4 separate regions of the Mus musculus genome follow, and regions 2, 3 and 4 are each linked to region 1. A link is a contact called in public HiChIP or PLAC-seq and promoter capture Hi-C data. All regions are on one chromosome and are shown on one strand. Each heading gives the region's core, a stretch centred on a gene start, on an enhancer-like site or on the middle of the called end of the contact. The rest is flanking DNA. Distances are from core to core; before and after follow the strand shown.

Region 1 (4,734 bases), core at 1,241-3,740:
TCTGCTTCTGGTGTGTTGAGGTGATGAAGGACTCGGCCCCCGAGTTGAATGTGAGTAGTTCTGAGACGGAAGAAGACAAGGAGGAGGCTAAGCCAGATGGGGAGAAGGATCCTGACTTTAATCAAGTACGTTTGTATTGAAGTACTCCATCATTGTGTCTTTGTCCGCAACAGCCCCCTGCTGTCCGTCTTCCCTGGCTGGGTATTTTCTGGGTCCCTCCCTACTTGTTCTACACTTTTAACTCTTAGTTTTTATAGCACGCTGTAGCTAATTTTTCCCTTCACCCCTAAAAAAAAAAGGTCTGCATATCCTCCGAAGTTCATTTAAGGAAGAAAAAGTAACTGTGTGATGGCTGTGGTGGCACAGCATCGTGCCAAAGCACTTACAGGCATTGCTAAGTGGGGGTCTGGGTCTGAGGCCAGCCTGGTCTACAGAGAAACAAATGAAAAGTGCTCACGTCTAAGACCAGTGGGGAGGCTGAGGCAGGAGCACCTACCCGTGCCTTGAAGCCATCTTGGCCCAAAGTGAGACTGTCTAGAGACAAAGCAAGAGCGGCTATGGCCATAGGTGTGGTGACACAAGCACAGTCTTGCTTTCCTGAACTGAGGCAGGAGGATTAAGAGTTTGCAGGCCCTACTCTTACAGAAGTCCTGGGTTTGGTTCCCAGCTCCCACCTCAGGCAGCTGTAACTTGAGCGAGCTTTGTGGGATCTGATAAAGGCACCAGCCAGACCTGACAACCTGAGTTCATTTCCTGGGAAACTCACTGTGTGTGTGTGTGGGGGGGGGGGGGATGATACGACACGACAACTACTCCAAGTTATCTAAGATCTACAGACATGCCTGTGCACACAATGTAATTAAGATGATATTTTTAACTCTATGTGCTTGGGTATGGGTATATTACACATGAGTTTAGCTGCCCTCAGAAGCCAGAGGCCGTGGATGTCTGTGTTCCTTGGAACTGAAAATGGACCTCCACAAGCAGCACTGCTTCATCTCAGTAACCCCTGGAAACGTCAAATAATAATGATGATGATGCAATGAGATTTTAAAGGCAAAATATATCATTTTAAGCTGGAATGAAAATATTCGCTTTGATTCTGTCTTGGTAACAAACTGGCAGTCTTTTTATTTTTTCCCCAAGACATTGTTTTCCCATTGTCCTAGCTGTTCTGGAACTTGCTCTGAACAACAGAGATCTACTTGCCTTTGTTCTCCCCAAGTACTGTTATTAAAGGTGTGCACCATCACCACACAGCCTGCCAACTAGGATTTGTGATAAATGGAGGAAGATGATATTAGCCCTTCAGTCTCCACCATAATCAATTTCTACTAAGATTGACTGTGTCGGGGACTGGGGAAGATGTTCAGTGGTTGAGAGCATGGCCTCTCCAAGAGGCCTGAGTTTGGAACTCAGCACCTTCTCTGGGCTGCCTGTTTTACTCTTAATAGCTGGGACATCTTTACCCTGAGACCTGGTAGTCAAATTATGCGTAGCTTCTGCCTCAGTGGCCCTTTGCCTCATCCAATCCAGAGCACAGTCTTTGAACATGCTGGTCTGCTGTTGGTATACCACTGTTTTTTGTTTTGTTTTGTTTTGTTTTGTTTTGGTTGTTTGTTTTTTGCTTGTTTGGGTTGGTTTGGGTTTTTTGTTGTTATTGTTGTTGCTGCTGTTGTTCATTTTTTTTCATTTTCTTTGTTTTTCTGGTTGGTTGGTAGGTTTTTTCATGAGGGTTTCTCTATGTATATCTGACCTTGGAAATCACTCTAGTCCAGGCTGGCCTTGAACTCAGAGATTGATCTGCCTCTTTCTTATTCCAGAGTACTGGGATTAAAGGCGTGCACTGTCACGGTGTGATTTGCTGCTTTATTTAATGTTGATGAAGAAAGTCTTAAGTTTGGTGCTGGAGAGATAGCTCAGTGGTTGAGAGTACTTCCAGTGGTCTGGAGTTCAATTCCCAGCAACCACGTGTTGGCTCACAACCATTTGTAATGGGATCTGATGCCCTCCTCTGGCATATAGGGACATATGCGGGCAGAACACTGCGTACATAAAGTCTTAGGTCTTAATCAGCCCAAGGTAAATAAATGTTGTGTGTACTTGCTGGTATGGAAGGATGTCATTGTTATCTATGCTTTGTTCGAATCCTATAAAAATAACTTTAAAAAACAACAACAAAAACCCATGAATGAGCAAAACCACTGTTTTATGTCCATCTCTTGGACAGTGGACAGGCAAATTTGGTATTTATCCCTTGTCAAGCTTGATGGCCCATGGCCTCAGAGCGTTCTGTGGTCATGCAGGGTTTTCTGACTGAGGCGCTCTATTGCCCTACTCAGATCTGTTTGTGTCTGTTGTCAATCTCCTGACATTGTGGAGTCAAGTTTTCTCTGTTAGCTCTTTTTCCTTTCTGAGACACAGGCTTGCTGTGCCACGTAACCCAGGTTGGCCTCGATCCCATAATCTAGTTTGGCATCTAGAATGCTGGGATTGCTGGTGTGGACACCCCTGCCTGGCTGCTAAGAGGGCCCTCTAGGATTTCGAAGAAGTGTGTCTCTCTGTTTCCAGCTTTGTTTTTCAGTCCAAGCCTTGTTTGTTGAGCAAACGCTGCATTTTCCTGTGACTCAGACTTTAAAGTCTGACTCTTTCTCTGAGCATCCGGTTTTATTCACTGTGGTCACAACCACAGCAATGTTCTCAGGTGGATGTGGGATTCCTGCCTTTAGTTGTGGATTGCAGCAGAGTTCACATGAACAAATACAATACAGAATGTTAGAGGATTGCTCTTTACGCCATAATTATTTTGTACATGTTATAATTTTCCTCCGATTCCCTTGTCCATGTTTGGATATTGTAATATCCTAGAATGTTTTAAATACTTTTGGTTCAAGGCAGGGCGGGGATCTCAGCTCTAACCCTCTGTTTAGAGCATAGTAACTAGTTAGTCCCTGGGGATACCTAGTGTCTTCAGAATGTCACCTCCCGCACCCCCCTCCCTCTTTTTTCTCAGAACATGGGTCACTGGTTTCACTGAAGTAAATCCCACGCCATAAAGCAAGCATTAGTGCTCCTTAATGGAGCTGAGCAAATTCCCTGCCCTCCTCTCTAAGCCAGATCAACCAAGTTCCTTCTGTGTTATCTAAAATTCAGGTTAATGATACACTCAGTAGGTATCACTTAGGTAACTGGAAGCCTTTTAAATCCAGTGACTGGGGAAAAACAACCACTGCTCTACTGGTTTTAGCAGGTTGACATGGGTTAAAGGACAATAATTCCAGGAAAAGCTTTTAGATCCTCTTAAAATCAATTTGAAAAGATTTTAGTTGATGCCTGAGACCTTTTGGCTGGGGCATGGGGTGAGGTTAGGATTGTACAGTGGATACCTTCTGTCTGTAGATAATGTCCTCTTTTTCAGTTGGATGTTGTTTTTGTGACTGCTAAGTTGACTTTTTCTTAGAAATGGAAGTTGTGGCTAGATTGGGCAGAGCCTTGCCAGTGGCCAGAGACCTGAGAAAAGTCTCTGCCCTGGTAGCTGCTTTATGAATTACAAAACACATTAGTAATATGAATGGGAAAGTGGGAATAAAAATCCCACTTTAATTCCCTGGCTTGGTTAACAAGAGAATCTTGGCTTGTTAACCCCCCAGGGAGGGCTTTGTAAGTAAAGAGCCACAAACACTACTGCCAGCATGGAAGGCTGATCTGCCTGCAGTACAGAGCAGGCCCACATTATGTAGCAGACCTACATAATGAGTGAGATGCTTTCAAAACACACCAAAAGATGTTCTGGAACATTTGGCCCCTGCTATTCTCTTTTCTAAAGACTAGTACAGCCTGTATCTTGTGCCCATATATAGTTCCTGCTTTTTTGCTGAATGCTTAGGTCAGTTCAGTGATGGTGAAGTTCTGAATGCTTGATCCTGTGTATCGAAGGATAAACACAGTCCTGCAGTGCTTACAGTGTGTTTAAGAGAAGCTAGCAGGCATGACTTTGTGTCCACCAACTTCCTCTCAAACCCAAACTGATGCCACTGGCATGGTCTGCGTGACTGGTGGCTTCCATCTAGACCAGGGTCTTGGAGAGCACCTCACCTTGTTTTTTACCGGCATTGCCTGTACCGTGTATTAACTTTTCTCTAAATTGTAAGCTGGGCCTGAGCATTCATTTATGGTTTTTTTAAACAGTTTTTACAAGAATACTTTACAGCTAAAGCTGTTTTCCCTCTCTCTACCACCAGTACATCAAGAAACACAGTATCTTGTTTTTAGTAAAAGTATCTTTGATGTCTTGAGTACAGTCTAACGTCTCATTTTGCAGTTGGTATTTAGCTTTCATATTATTCTCAAAAGGAGAAGGGGCTCATTGGATAGAGTGCTTGCCCAGCGTACAGAAGCCCTGGGCTCCATCCCCAGCACCATAAACCTGAACAGATCATGCACTGCTTTAATTGTGCACTGTGGAGGTGGAGCTGGAGATTAGAATTGCAAAGTCATCCTGTGAGTCACAGGGGTTTGGAGGCCAGCCTATGGCACATGAACTCTTCCCCACTCCCAAGAAGAAAATGTATAACACAAGAAAATTAGAATTTATTTAGGAAGTTCTATAATCTTGAAATTTCAATCTATTGGCTTATGTTTGTTGTTTTTAACTAACTCTTTAATGCATTTTGTGTTTGTGTGTGTGTGTGTGTGTTGTGTGCAGTAGAGGTCAGAAAACAATTTGAAGGAGTT
Region 2 (4,734 bases), core at 587-3,086, 730 kb after region 1:
TCAGGCTAGGCTCTGTGGCCAGTGAGCCTCAAGGATCCATCTGTCTCCATCCACCCAGCACTGGGATGACAAGCGTGTGTTGTGCCTATGTTTACCGGCTCTGGAGATCAGCACTTTACTGACTGACAGGTCATCCCATCTCTTTCCTCTTCTTCCTATTTCCACAGTCCTGGCCCAAGCCCCTTGCTCACATACTCCACAAACCCCATCTCGAGAGAACTCAAAATAGCTTCAGGAAGTCCCTGAAACTGACCAGAATCACTGGACCCCTGCCCCCCTTCCAGAGTAGACAGTAAAAGCTCAGGGTCCCTCTCAGAGGAAAGACGCTGAGCTGCCTGAAAGAGGGCTACAGCAACCAAGCCACCTGGAAAGGATGCTCTCCATCTAACCTGTGAGCTGCCTGCAGGCTGTGCAGTCAACTCCAGTTTCCCAGCGTTGGAAGCTGGTACCCATGCTGGGGTGGGCCTTGGTGATACAGCTGGGTTTTTTGAGTCCTTTCTGCTCCTGTAAGTGACCCCTCACCCATATTCCTGTAGGTAAGTCCAGTTGGTTCACCAAGTTGGACTTTGGAGGTATCTGTACTTCGACCTGTTGTGGGCTCCCTCTCTGGGGTGAGTAGACTTGTGTTGCATCTCCCCAGGGAAGGTTTTGTCACACAGCTGGGTGATTCATGAAGCTCACAGAGGCTCAGTCAACAAGGCATACGAATGGGCACTGTAGTTGTCACCTGTCCACACCATGTCCCAACTGAACATGTCCTTAAGTTTACCAAGCTCCCTTCTTTCCTCCTCCTTTCTCCTTCCTTCCCTCCTCCCTTCCCTTCCTTCTTCCCTTCCCCCTCCACCCTCCTTTCTTTTCCTTCCCTTCCTCCCTCCTCTCCTCCCTCCTCCTTCCTTCCCTCCCTCCTCCCCTTCTTCCTCCCTCTCTTCCTCCTTCCCTCCCTTCTCCTTCTCTACCACTCTCTCCTTCCCTTATTCTCTTTCCCCTCCTTTTGTTCCCCTAAACCCAGACCCTTGTGTGAGCGAGTACCACACCATAGCTGCAGCCCATTCTGGCCTGCTTGAGGGTCTATAAACATGAGCTCAGGGCAGATCCTGTTAACTCAGTAAAGACTGCTGGATTCCCAGACGGTGTCTGGATCCTCTCCTCCAAAAACAAACAAACAAACAAACAAACAACGCTCTGTCTGCCTGATGCCATCCCTCCCCAGCCAATCCCAGCACCCCAGGGTGCAGGAAGGTGGGGCTTTGGGAGGTCCAGCCCTGGGTCCCATCACCAGTGCCTCCTGTAACTTAGGACATGCCTCTGGCCTCAACTTCTTCATCTTAAAATGGGTCTAATATTGGGCAGGAGGTCAGAGAAAGAACTAACGGATGGGAGGTGAATACTGGGCATACAGGACACTCAGTAAGTAATCCGAGTCTCCTGCCATGCAGGTCGTGGACGGTTTTCATTTTGGCTTCTCCCTCTAATCTCACGTGCAAATTCCCTTCCCCACTCCAGACTTCTAAGAACAGAGAGGCACTGTGCAGATAAGCAGTTGAGTGAGCCCACAGCCTCGGTGAGAGCAGGGGAGGAGCAGTGAGGAGGGGACCACGCTGTTTCTCCTCTTCACCTGTACCTGGGCCCCATTCATGCTGCCCCAGAGTGGACTCCGGCGACAGCCCTTACCAGAGAAGATCCTCCCGTCCCCGGTGAGCAGGGCAGCCCCCACAGGGAAGCGGCTGTAGGGGCAGTAGGCTGACTTCTTGGCCTCACGAGAGGACAGCAGCAGCCGCTGGACGTGCTCGGGCTCCACAGCACAGGAGGGGCGTTCCTGGGCCATGTCGGTCCGAGGCGGGTGAGCTGGTCGCTGCAGAGGAGAGGAAACCGGTGCTGGCCGTCTGCCCGCACTGGCCAAGAAGAGGTGGCTCCTCCCCCGGGGTGTGTCCCTGCGCTAGAGGGAGACCTGGAGGCTGGCTCCCAGGCTGGCGGGATGCTGGCCAGGACTTGGCAGCCCAGTGAGTCTCCCAGGGCGGGAGCCCGGAGGATATGGAGTTTACGACTGAGCTGCGGGGGTCCCACGGTGGACCGGTATGTGGTGCCCACCAGTGAGACAGTTTCCTTTAACAACTTCACTCACTGTCAACATAGATCAAGAGTGGGCCACAGGGCGGGTGCCACCTCAGTGGATGGCTGTAGACACAGTCCCAGGGAGGAGGATTCTGGGTGGGTCTGTGTGACACCTGAGGTCAAAGCTCAAAGGATCCTGATTCCTCAGAATATTTAATGGCTTGTTTTTTACACCGAGAGAAGGGTTCAGGCTGAAAGTTCAGAACTTGGGCAACCATGTCAGCGTGCCAAGTTAGAAGGTATGCGAAGCCGAGGAAACGTCTCTGTTTTCAGTAGCTTGGCTTCATTTCCTTCCTGTCCTAACCTAGCCATTAAAACCATCCCAGCTGGAGGGAAACAGGGCCCTCCTTCTTCTTCCCTCCCTTCCTCCCTCGCTTCCTTCCTTCCTTCCTCTTCATGAACCTTGTTGGGTTGGTGGTACCGGAAATGGATTTACACCCTGGCTGTTCTCTTTGTCTTACACACAAATGTTAGTGGGTTCCTTGTCAGACGTCGGCACGTTTGCTGTCTACAGTGGGGGTAGCAACAGACGTGTGGGAGCTTTGGATTAGAGTGGGCTGTGGCTTGGGTTCCAGGTATCTGTTTATTAGCTCTCCCAGGAAGAGCTGCGCTACCTCTCAGAGCCTCAGTTTCCTTATCTACAAAATGGGTGCACAATTGGCAGTCCCTTCCTGTGGTTACCAGACTGAGATGATAATATGGTCCAGGGAGTCTGTGGGGAGAGGATATAGAAGTGGCACATGGGAACACTTCAAACAAACCGGCTTATTGTCCTTAAGTGACTTGGCCAAGTCCATAGAGAGTGGGCCGGATTGCAGCCAGCACAGCCAGACATGTCCAAGTGTCGCCGGATGGTCACCAAGCAGGAGTGAATCAGCAGCTTCTCTGAGGGCTTGTGTGGTGCTGAGGACTGGGAGGAAGAAGGCAGGAGAGAGCAGAGAACGGGGCAGCATCTCCCCACTCCCACCCCCACCCCACCCCACAAGCAGACACCTCTGCCCAATAGTTTAGCAACCCTGTACCCAGGACCCTGGGCTCCTAGCCATACATAGATGAAACCCATGCCCGGCAGTGCCAGTGCCTGGTGGGTAAGTTTTGCCTCATTTTCTCCCGACATCTCCCTCCATTACGTGTCCCCTTTCACCATTTCCAGACTCAAGAGGCTTTTATGCCCCCCTCAACCCCCTGCCCCAAAGCCAGCACCAAGGACCCGGCCCTCCAGTTGCTCATTCTCCTGGGTGGGGACTTTCAGTGTGAGGACAGGTCTGTGGATGTAACTGATGCGGGACTTTCTCTAAAATGTTTAGGGGGCAGGTGTAATTACCATTGGGAAAAAGATGGTGGTGTTCTCCATCCGTACAGCAGGCCTGGCATAGAATTCAATGTGTAGTCTCCTCTATTCACCTCACCCTGAGAAGATAAAGGGACAGGAAAGGGACAGGCAGGAGGGCTCAGCTGGTAAAGAGCTTGGCCAGCAGGCTTGACAACCTGAGTGAGGGCCCCAGGAGACAAGAAAATGACTCTCCAGAGCTGCCCACTGACCCTCAAGTGCATGCCATGGTGAGTATGCACCCAGAGTCACATGGCACAAACAACATGTTTGCTCATGTGCATACACACACACACACACACACACACACACACACACACACAGAGAGAGAGAGAGAGAGAGAGAGAGAGAGAGAGAGAGAGAGAGCTTTTGTATCTTGCGTTTCTCTTTCCTTGAATTGCTTAACTTGTACTCCCTCTTGAGGATGTACTATAATTCTTTCCTTTTAAAATATTTTATGTTTATTATTGTTTAAAGATTTATTTATTTATTATATGTAAATATACTATAGTTGTTTTCAGACACACCAGAAGAGGGCATCTGATCTCATTAAAGATGGTTGTGAGCCACCATGTGGTTGCTGGGATTTGAACTCAGGACCTCCAGAAGAGCAGTCAGTGTTCTTGACCACTGAGCTATCTCTCCAGCCTCCACTTATTATTATTATTATTATTATTATTATTATTATTATTATTATTACTATTACTATTACTATTATTGGTTTTTTGAGACAGGGTTTCTCTGTGTAGCCCTGGCTGTCCTGGAACTCACTCTGTAGACCAGGCTTGCCTTAAACTCAGAAATTCACCTGCCTCAGCCTCCCAAGTGCTGGGATTAAAGGCGTGTGCCACCACACCCGGCTCACTTTTTTGGGGGGGAGGGAGGGTTTGAGACAGGGTTTCTCTGTATATCCCTGGCTCACTTATTATTTTTAACATAAGTTTTTGTGCAGTGTGCCTATGTGTAAGCATGTGCATGTGAGTGCAGGTACCAGTGGAGGCCAGAGAAGGGCGCTGGATCCCCTGGAGCTGCCATTACAGGAAGTCGTGAGGTGTCTGATGTGCATGCTGGGAACTGAACTCAGAACCTCTGGAAGAGCAGCAAGGTCTCTTAAGCTCTGAGGCACCATGTGGTTAATCTCTGCAGCCACCTGGGCCGTCTCTTTAGCTCCTGTCTTCTGTTTCCTTCCTAACCTCTATCCATCTCTTCCCTATTTCTGTCTCTAATCCTTCCTCCCTTCAGTGCTTAACCTATAGTTAAATCAGTCTTAAAAGCAGCCTGTGGTGATGGCA
Region 3 (4,734 bases), core at 1,142-3,641, 610 kb after region 1:
TGTGTGTGCACATAGAAGGTTGTGGACATTTGAAAGGCAGGGGACAACTTGTAGGAGTCGTTTGTCTTCTTCCACAGCATGGGTCCTAGATTGAACTCGGGTCATCAGCCTTGGTAACAGGTAACAACCCACTGAACCACCCTCCCTGGTTTTTCTTTTATCCATGGTGGGGATTGAACTTAGTCTTGTGCATGCCTGAGAAATGTTCTACCACTGACATATGTGACAGCCATGTTTTCCTTTCTTTTTATTCTTTTTTTCTTTTTTTTTCCTTTTTTTTTTCTTTTTTGATTTTTCAAGACAGGGTTTCTCTGTGTAGCCCTGGCTGTCCTGGAACTCACTTTGTAGACCAGGCTGGCCTCGAACTCAGAAATTCACCTGCCTTTGCCTCCTGAGTGCTGGGATTAAAAGTGTGTGCCACCACGCCCGGCTTTTTCCCTTCTTTTAAAAAAAAAAAAAAGCCTGGCGGTAGTGGTGCACGCCTTTAATCCCAGCACTCAGGAGGCAGAGGCAGGCAGATTTCTGAGTTTGAGGCCAGCCTGGTCTACAGAATGAGTTCCAGGACAGCCAGGGCTATACAGAGAAACCCTGTCTCGAAAAAAACAAAAAACAAAAACAAGTCATATTCATTTTGGGGGCTGGAGAGATGGCTCAGCCACTAAGAGCATTTGTTGCTCATGCAGAGAACCTGGGCTGTGTTTTTAGCACCCGTGTGACAGCTAATACCCATCTGTAATTCTAATTCCAGAGGTTTGTCCCCCCACCCCCACCTTCTGTTCTCTGAGGGATTCAGGCACAAATGCGATATATATGCACACATGCAGGCAAAACACTTATAAATCTGAGTAGAGAAGTGTCTCACGTGGTTAAGAGTACTGGTTGCCCTTCCGGAGGACCTAGGCTCCATTCCTAGCATTTGTATGACAGCTCACAACTCTCATAACTGCAGTTTCAGAGGACCTGACTCCTTGTGGCTTGCAATGGTACCAGGTATGCATGTGGTGCACAGATATAAAAGCAGGCAAAACACACATACAGATAAAAATTAATAAAATGAAAGAAAAAAAAAGGAATGGATCATACTCACAATCAAAAAGAAATCTAAATTTATAAAATTGTAAAATTTTATTCTATAAAAAGTGCATTTTATTTAAAAATAAAATAAACTAAGATGAAGTAAGGAGCTTTAAATATTTCTTTTTAAGAGTTAGGAGGGAGCCTTTTCGTTTTTATGTATCCTGAGTTGCCCGTTTGGTGAACTGAGCTTGCCCCCCCCCTCCCCCCCGTTGCTCCTTCACTGTCCAGGCCTGGAGACTGTTAGGGAGATTCCTTACCATTCTGCACAGGGGAATTGCCAAAGGTCACAGACAAAAGAAATTCAAAATAGCATCGGTATTTACTGACCCTTCACTTACCAGGTCAGTGTCCCTGTCAGGCCTTCCAGTTCTCACCTGGCTGAGTCAGGGGTGGTAATGGCTATGGGAGAGGCCCTGGAGGATTAACATGATTAAAGTGTTAATCTAAGTCCCACTGGGGAGAGAGAAGTGCCTGGTTGTGGGCAACAATCACACCTTATTGTTGCCTCTGGAAAGGTGTTAGGAGCTCTGCAGAGACAAGGGATGCCCAGAGCCGTGCCCTGCGCACTCTGCACTGCACCTGGGAACTCCCCTGAGGCTGCAGATTCAGGTCCACCTTCTCGCGGGCTCTGTCATCTGTCTTGGTGTCCCTCCCTGGGTCTGAACCCTTATGTCCTGGATTTCTGCGGTGTGCCACACGGGCAGTTTCTGATGCGTTCTCTCTGCAGATTTCGGGTTTAATACACACCACGCGCTTGCCTGGCTCGGATTTGCGATTTATTTGGGCCACCTACTGCGCTCCTCACCTAATGGGATCAGAAGAGCTCGCCCTCTCGGCTCTGTGCGCGCGCTGGCTAAATTCACTCACCATTTCCCCATCTAAGTGGATTTCCGTGAGGCCGGAAGGACAAGAGTCACCACTCCTGCTGGACCCCAGCTGAGCGGTCCAATCAATCTCCACCCAGTAAGTGGATTCATGCCACCAAGTCCTCTGCCATTTGCGTGTGAAGGGGTGGGTCTGCAAGGTCATTGAGCGACCGTGCAGACCTAGTGGAGTAGCTAGGTCTGCCCCGAGGAGCAGACGAGTAGCGAGGCCCTGAGCTCACCGAGTCTGGACAGCTTCGTGGAGGAAGAGCGACAAGGAGGAGCCAACCCAGGTCGCAGCGTGGGCGGAGCCAGGTACCCTCGCAGCCTCTGATTGGGCGGCACGGCGGAGCGGAGCGGCTCCGATTGGCTGGTGAGGCCGGCGCCGCGGCCAGGTGATGCCCAAGGGGTCGGATCCCAGGGCCACGTGGGGGGCGCGCGGCGCGGGGGCGGGGGCGTGTGCGGGGGTGGGGCGGGCCCCGCGCTGGGTAGGAGCAGAAGCTGCGGGAAACGGAGCTGTGAGACCTGCCAGGAGGCGCGGTAGCGGTGGTGAGTGCTCCTGGGAACCCTCCGGGGGCTGGGCCGAAGCCGGGAGGGTCTTCCCAGAGCGAGCCGCACCCCCACTTCCCTCCGCCGGCAGTTGCCATCACCTCAGTCCCCGTCACCATACCTCCCTTTCTGGCGCCGGGGCACCTGTGCCCCTCCGAGAACCTAGCGCTGCGTGGGGATGGTGACGCTTGCGAGATCGCTGTCTGCGCTCGCACGCGCTCCGCACCTCCGCTCGCGATCCTTTCCGCGTCTTCCCTATCCAGCCTTGTGTACTCCCCGCGACCAGATAGATTTCGGGAAGAACAGAGGCTGATGAACAGACCCAGGAGGTGGCTGCCTTCGCGGTCCCCTTCACAACTGAGGAACTGGAAGCTGGCAGGCCAAGGTCACATCAGCCAAACCTGCTGAACCCCAGTCCAGTCCCTTGTTGCGCGGGTCCAGGGCCTGTGGAGATGGTAGCAGAAGTGTGCTGGGCTGGGAGCCCAGCCTTTCTAAACAGTTCCATACCTAGCGCCTGAGTTGTTGCAGCTATGAGGCTACTACTGGCTACTTCTGCACAGATACAGACCCAGTGTATACCAAGGATGGATGCCTGCTTGGGGGCCCCATAGACTGTAAGCAGAAGGGTACTGCCTAGCCTCGGCAGAGAGTCCTGGGTTTGCCAGCTCTCCATCCTGTGATGTGTGCCTTTAGTCCAGTAGCTGGGGTCTGCAGGCTTGGGAGTCTCCCAAGTACCCTGAATGGATAGATTGTTGAGTTTTATGGTGCACAGGGCCCTGTGATTGGACGTGAAGTATAGAGTTAACATAGCCAGTCTCCTGCTCCTAAGGAGAACACCCCCCCCCGCCCTCTGGAAAATAGAAGCCCGTATGTGCCTCTGTAGGTATGACCTGGCCGCAGCAGACAAACCCCTGTGGGAAACTTTTTTTTTGGTTCAAAGAGATGAGTTGGGTGTGTGGTCGTTTTCAGGGTTTCAATGAACCCTGGTGACCTCCTTGGTCTAAGGCAGGATCAGACTGGAAGAGGGGCACACAGTTCCTGTTTCTGGGGAGGCTAAATATAAGGAGGCTGGGGACGACGGCCAGGTGCTTGGAGGATGCTGTCCACCCGCCTTCTCTCCCCCCCCCCCCCCCCCCGCTTCTATATGCCCCTTTCCCCCACAGAGGACTGGGCAAGCTGGTGTCTGTGTGTGTGTGAGTGTGAGCTTTGCTGACCCTTGGCTCTTTACCCTGTGCTTGCCAGGCGCAGGCAGGGGTGTGAAGGGCTCTCGTCAGCTCTCTTTGTCTCTTTCGTGATTGCTTTTCTTTTCATTCGTTCCATCCCGCTTCCTTACGGGTCTCATTGCCGGCTATGAGTCTTGTGGTCTCTGCTTCCTTGTTCTCTTCTGCCTGCCTTGGTGATTAGAAAGTGAAGAAGCACTTCACTGCCTCCGGGGGAGCTGCGTCCCCCTGCTGGGAAGGGGCAGGCGGCACGTGGCAAGACTGTGGTCTGCTTTATATAAACAACAGATGTGCCGTCGGGACAGGCGACTGGGAAGTGAGCAGGGTTAGAAGGGAAGGTTGGCAGAGCGAAGGTCGGCAGCAGCCTTGGGGAGGTCTGGGTGGACTGGGGCAGGGGCGGGGCTACAGCCATTGTTTCCCACTCTCCCTGGTTGAAGCCTGGGCTTGAAGGTCACTGGCCAGTAGGGTGGAGGGATCTAAGAGCATCAATTCTAAGGCACCCGAGCTCCTCCCTTTCCAAGTACATCTGCCGCTTTGGTACTTTCAGGCCACCCTACTAACTCCTGCGCTCTCCTGGGGAGTCAAAGCCTCCAGGCCAGCTTCCTTCCCAGCCTGACTTTCACCATCGCTGAGGGGTTCCAGTTGGTGTCACCTGGACAGGAAGTCTTGAAAGTGGCTAGACTCTGCTGTCTTCCCAAGCTCCCTTCTGGCCAGCAGATGGGGGGAGGGGGGCGGCTTGTACCTCATATTACCCAGAGTTTTCAGGAAAGGAAATGAGTGCATAGAGAGGTGGGGCGGCTGCACCAAAGCCACACAGATCTTGTGCCCAGGCCTCTCTGACCTGAGCCAGTCATTGCAAGAAGGCTGGTGAGAAGGCAGCTGGGAGAGGGCAGGTGTCTCTGGGGATGCTGAGTCTGCAGGGACCCCAAGGCTTTCCTCCACTCTGCTTTGCAGTAACTGGTCCATTGATGCATCTGTCCCATAGGACAGTCCTCCACCTCTGGATCTGGCTAAAGGTCCCGGGG
Region 4 (4,734 bases), core at 832-3,331, 570 kb after region 1:
CTGAGTACTGTGATCAAAGGGATGGTCCCATTGTACCAGGTTCCAAGTATTTTCTTGAAACGTATGACACTCAGGTTTTGGCAAGAACTTGGTTTTATGTTCTTGAAATTTTTGTCCTATCATTTTGCTTTCTTCTACATAAGAGTTGTTTGTTTGTTTGTTTGTTCTTAAATCTTAGGCAAAACTCTGTATGTCTCTCAATTCTTATTGGGCTCATCTTGCATGAGGTAGGACTTAAAAATGTGACTTTGAGGCCACTCTGATCTACATAGTAAGCTCCAGGCCAGGCAATGTTGTATTTTATAAAAATAGAGAAACCAGGGATATGTTTGATAGAGGCCAGGTATAATGTGAGATAAGGGGGTGTCTCTGTGGGCCCATGCTGAGGCATCCCTTCCCCCTGAGAGACCAGCCATAGATGGATGTAGTGTATAGAATAGGGTTTATTCAGGGCATGGGGAGGGGAGTTGGAAGGCAGAGAAAGAGGGGGGGGCAGGTTATGACCATGTGGAGAGGGAGGGGCAAGGGGTGAGAGGTCAGAGCAAGAGCAAGAGATCGAGGAGGGGGCAAAGAAGCGCCTTTTTTAGTGAGTTAGACACACCTGGCTATTGCCAGGTAACTGTGGGACATAGCCTAGATGAAATGTCAACAGGCAAAACTACATAGAGAGATCCTGTCTCAAACAAGGACACACACCAAATGTAGCAAGTTCCCAATTATGCCAATACATAAAAGTGGGATGGGGACAGGTGTCTCCGTGGCTGAGGTCCCTTGCTCTTGTAGAGGATCTCGGTTTGGTTCCCAGCACCCACATCAGACAGCTTACAACCTACTAACTCAATTCCCAGGAGTGCAGACAATCCTTAGACATCTGCACACACCCGGAACACATACAAACAGGTACACACACATATAAAAAATTAAAAGATGGTTTTAAAACAGAATTCTTCAAAAAGACCAAAATCCCTTTTTAATATTTAATTTTTTTTTCATATGACATACTTGATCAGGTCCCCTCCTCTCCAAATCCTCTCAGATCCTCCCCATAAATCCCTTTGAAGAGATTGCCCATGATCCCAGTGTTCAGGGGAATGGGTGATGTCACTAGTACAGACGCTCACCAGGGAGGAATTTTTGGTGGGGTGATTTATTTAATCTTCTTAGAACCCTTGGAGTTTCAGCCACTCTGGCAGGTGGAGAGGACTGAAAGTGTGTCTAATTGGTTTCCGTAATAAGCGCTTTGATTGACCTGCAGTTGCGGTGCCATGCATGTACCAGGCCGATACCCACAAGACTCCGGCTACTTGAGGTACATTGAATTTTTCCAAAGTGGCTTTGAAGAACTACACCTGCAATCCTTCATTTCCTTTTCCTTCTTTACACAGGCTCTCGTGCATTCCAAGCTGGCCTCAGGTTGGTTACCTACCCAAAATGGCCTTGAAATTTCGATCCTCTTGATGCCACCTATTGAGTCTGCGTCATCACACTGGGCTCTAGGTGCTGGCGATGGCACCCAGGGCTTTCTTCAGACTAGACACATACTAACAACTAAACTACTTCTTCAGCCCCAAGAACTACAATTTTCAAAGGCGGTGGTGTGCACATTACATGAATAGGCAGATCTCAACGTAAAGTGCCAAATAAAAGGCGACTCCCTTCTAATTCCGTGGTTTCTTTTGGGTGCTGGGGGTGGGGAAGCTGTCTGTGCATGCAAATCAAGAAGCTGGGGGCAGCCCGGCTCACGCATCTTCCAGGCCGTGTATGACCAGTCCTTGCTCACTACACTGCCAATTCCCTGTGGACTCAGGAAGTGGCTGTTGTTGTCTAGCACCGTCTTCCAGGGCTAAAGGGAGGCTGGAACCCCAAACCCGAAGGACTCGGGGTCGGAGACAGAGACTGCGCCGAGCACGCAGGACGCAGCCAGGAAGCTAGCGCTCCCAGCCACGCTCTGCCTCCCGTCGTCCGCCGTTCCCCCCCACCTCCCCCACGAGCGCCCTGTCGCGCCCCTGCGCGCCCGCCCGGGGACCCACTTGGCGGGCGCGCGCGGGGGCGGGGCCGGCGCGGGGGCGCGCGCGTGAGGCCGCGGGCAGGGGGGCGGGGCGGCAGAGCTCGGTGCCCGGCCTGGAGGACAGCGGTGTCGCGAGTCGGCGATCGGTGGTCCGCGGCAACGCCGAGAGGCCGTACGGGAACGCGGGCGCCGGAGCTCAGAGGTAACGCGGGATGGACCCGGACCCGGCGCGCAGGGAGTGGGCGCGAGCTCCGTGCGCGAGTGAGTAGCGGAGGGCCACCGGCCTGGGCGCTGACGCCGCTGCCCGGGCGCAAGAGGCGGGACGCGGGCACCGAAGGCCGGCGGCTTTTGTCCGTCCGCCGCGGCCGCTGCGCCCTCTCGCGTCGCGCCCGCCACCCGGCCCCTGCCCCTGGCGCGCGGGCCACTCGGGCCCCGCGGCGCGCGCTCCCGCCCTTGTTTTGTTTGGACTTGGGGAGGAGGGGCAGCTCTTCTCGGGTCGGGCCCACCCCCCCTCCGTGCTTGTCTCAGTGCGCATGCTCCGGCGTGCGCCGCGGAGCCCTATTGGCTGCGGGCTTGCGCATGCTCCGAGGCCTGTGGCCCGACTTCCGCCGCGCCCTCCTCCCCTCGGCCTACTGTCAACTTGTCTTCAAGCCCGGTTCGAAAGATGCCGGCACTAGTGAGTGGCTGCGGCGGGCCCGCCCTCCCGGCTTCTCCGCCCCCGCCGCCGCCGTGGCCGCCATTACGGAGTCCCCAGTGGTGAGTGTGCAGAGCTGAGGCCACGCCGGTCGCCGCTGGTCGCCGCCGGGTCCCCGCAGCCAGGAGCGCGGCGTGGTCTCTGCGCGGTACCTCCGCCGCCGCCCTCAGCAGTCCCGCGCCCATCTTACTCCCCACTCCCGCTAGCCCTGCGCTGTCACCGCCACGGCTCTCTGTCGCGCAGCCGCTCGCTCCCGCCTTTGTCTTCGCTGCTCCTCCGGGCGATGCTCAGCCTCTGGGCGCTGTCGCTTCGCTGCTGTCGCCGCCGCCGCTACCCCGACGGCCTTGCGCTTCTGTGTCCCCCGCGAGCCTACACCTCCCCCGGCCTCCGCCGCGCTCCCCAGGCCGGCGCAGGATTGTCAGTGGCAGCCGTCTTAAGCCTAGGCCCGAGTCGATCCAGACTTAAGCAGGCAGTTTTCCTTAACGCCCTTGAGCTAAACCCTCCTTCACAGCCAGAAGTGCTCATGACTTCTCCCCCAGGCTGCTTTACTGCCCTTCTCCGACTGCCCGTTGCTTTGGAGAACGAGTCTTATTAGACCTGGACCTCATACGCAAGCATCTTAGACGTGAAATGTGTCTAGAGAGTCATTCTGCATTTGATCTTAGCCAGAAGGGCCTAGAAGCTATTAGGAAATCGTTTGAAGTTTTTAATTTTTATTTTATCTTCAATTTTATCTTCAGCATAGGCCATATAAGGCTGCCACGAGCTTTCAGTTTCAGAGTGATTTGTTCAAAGCTGCTCTCAAATTTTGTTTTTGAGGTGGTCTCCCTAATGCTTCCTTGGGACTCTGTGCTCCTCCTGCCTCAGCCTCCTGTGTGTGAGTGCAGGGGGTGCTACTGTGAACTGACACCGGAGAGTACACATGTAGTAGGGTTAAGATTGAGGTTCTTAGCCCTAGCTTTCATACTTACTTAGGAGGTGGACCCCTGGACGCTGACTAGGAAGTTACTGAGGCCTGTGCAGATGCAAGTCTAAACTGGAGCCCTGTGGAGCTGTGTGTTTGATCGGCCTCTATCCCTGGCCGTGATAGATATCACTACATGCTACTTAATGAAATGGGAAAGTCGCTAGCAATCACGATGTTTTATCTGAGTGAGGAAAAGCCTGGGAGCTGTGTGAGGGATTTACTGGTCTGTTAGTGACATTAGAAAGGATGCATATTACATGGAGTTTATGGTGACACTCTTGCTAAAAATGCTGACGCAGTAATTTGAAATACATGCCGTAGCCCCAGACCGGCTGCCTTTTCTAATGGCATAAACTACCACCATGGAATTGGGCTTTCTACTTCTGCAAGTTTTTACTGCCTGTATTAAAACAATTTAGGCATCTCCTTTGTCAAAAGTAAGTCATGTTACTATTTACGCATTCAATAAAAAGAACCCAAAATTTGTGGCCACAGGAGAACTTGATAAACCCTAAGTGGAAATATAGTTTGGTTTCCACACCATATGAAGCCAGGTTAAAGAACCATTTTCATTCTTTAGCAAATATTTGTTGAACTCTCATTCTGACCCTGTTATCTTTTAGGCACCCAGTTTTGTATCTGTGACTCAGTAGAAAAAAATGACCTATCCACTTCCAGAGTGGTGTGCAGCTGTAATGCCAGCACTGGGGAGGTGGGCTAACCTGGGCTATTAAGATCCCCCTTGACTCCCATCCCTGCAAAAAATATCCCGGCCAGGGAGCTAATACAGCTGTCTAAAAGGTCTTATCATTCAGAGTCAACGGTTGGAACAAAAAGTTCTGTTACAAGGTACACTGACAGTGTTAAGGCAGTCCTGGCTACCCATCCATGCTGTTAGCTGTTAATGAGAAGTGAATTTAAGCTGGGCATAGTGGCACACGACTTTAATTCCAGCACTTGGGAGGCAGAGGCATGTGTATCTCTGTGAGTTTGAGGACAGCCTTATCTACATATTTCCTGGACAGCCAGGACTACATTACATGTGAAACTCTTATGTTTCAAACA

The links. Promoter capture Hi-C pulls out the DNA fragments that hold promoters and counts their contacts. HiChIP or PLAC-seq counts read pairs in DNA pulled down with a chosen protein or histone mark.
Region 2: a contact with region 1 is called in a promoter capture Hi-C map of liver, with 2.5 times the contacts expected there. The contact joins the promoter of Cda here to the enhancer-like site in region 1. A contact is called at or near these places in 2 of 39 promoter capture datasets (liver and pre-B cells), 1 of 115 datasets of contacts at active chromatin or transcription factors (pancreatic cancer cells) and 1 of 9 other capture datasets (liver).
Region 3: a contact with region 1 is called in a promoter capture Hi-C map of liver. The contact joins the promoter of Sh2d5 here to the enhancer-like site in region 1. A contact is called at or near these places in 11 of 39 promoter capture datasets (the 3T3-L1 cell line, 3T3-L1-derived adipocytes, cranial neural crest and 7 more), 1 of 484 Hi-C or Micro-C datasets (nephron progenitors) and 2 of 9 other capture datasets (adipose tissue and liver).
Region 4: a contact with region 1 is called in an H3K4me3 HiChIP or PLAC-seq map of bone marrow-derived macrophages, with 3 times the contacts expected there. The contact joins the promoter of Hp1bp3 here to the enhancer-like site in region 1. A contact is called at or near these places in 1 of 39 promoter capture datasets (the 3T3-L1 cell line), 6 of 115 datasets of contacts at active chromatin or transcription factors (the 230-238 cell line, bone marrow-derived macrophages, cardiomyocytes and 3 more) and 2 of 9 other capture datasets (adipose tissue and pancreatic islet).

The regions. Positions count from the first base shown.
Region 1 is chr4:137,639,186-137,643,919 of GRCm38.p6, forward strand. It overlaps Usp48 (ubiquitin specific peptidase 48), which reads left to right. Exons shown (of 27, transcript NM_001355588.1): 22 at 21-125. Among named protein-coding and RNA genes, the nearest start is that of Usp48, 47 kb to the left of the region's middle. Within about 2 kb of position 2,491, at least 106 of the 459 cell types and tissues checked have an H3K27ac peak or open chromatin away from gene starts, as enhancers often do. A contact at or near this core is called in the 230-238 cell line, adipose tissue, bone marrow-derived macrophages and 4 more, where this site is marked.
Region 2 is chr4:138,366,119-138,370,852 of GRCm38.p6, forward strand. Cda (cytidine deaminase) reads right to left here and starts at 1,837. Exons shown (of 4, transcript NM_028176.1): 1 at 1,672-1,837. The coding sequence starts at 1,825.
Region 3 is chr4:138,248,020-138,252,753 of GRCm38.p6, forward strand. It overlaps Sh2d5 (SH2 domain containing 5), which reads left to right and starts at 2,392. Exons shown (of 10, transcript NM_001099631.1): 1 at 2,392-2,489.
Region 4 is chr4:138,214,531-138,219,264 of GRCm38.p6, forward strand. It overlaps Hp1bp3 (heterochromatin protein 1, binding protein 3), which reads left to right and starts at 2,082. Exons shown (of 13, transcript NM_010470.3): 1 at 2,082-2,210.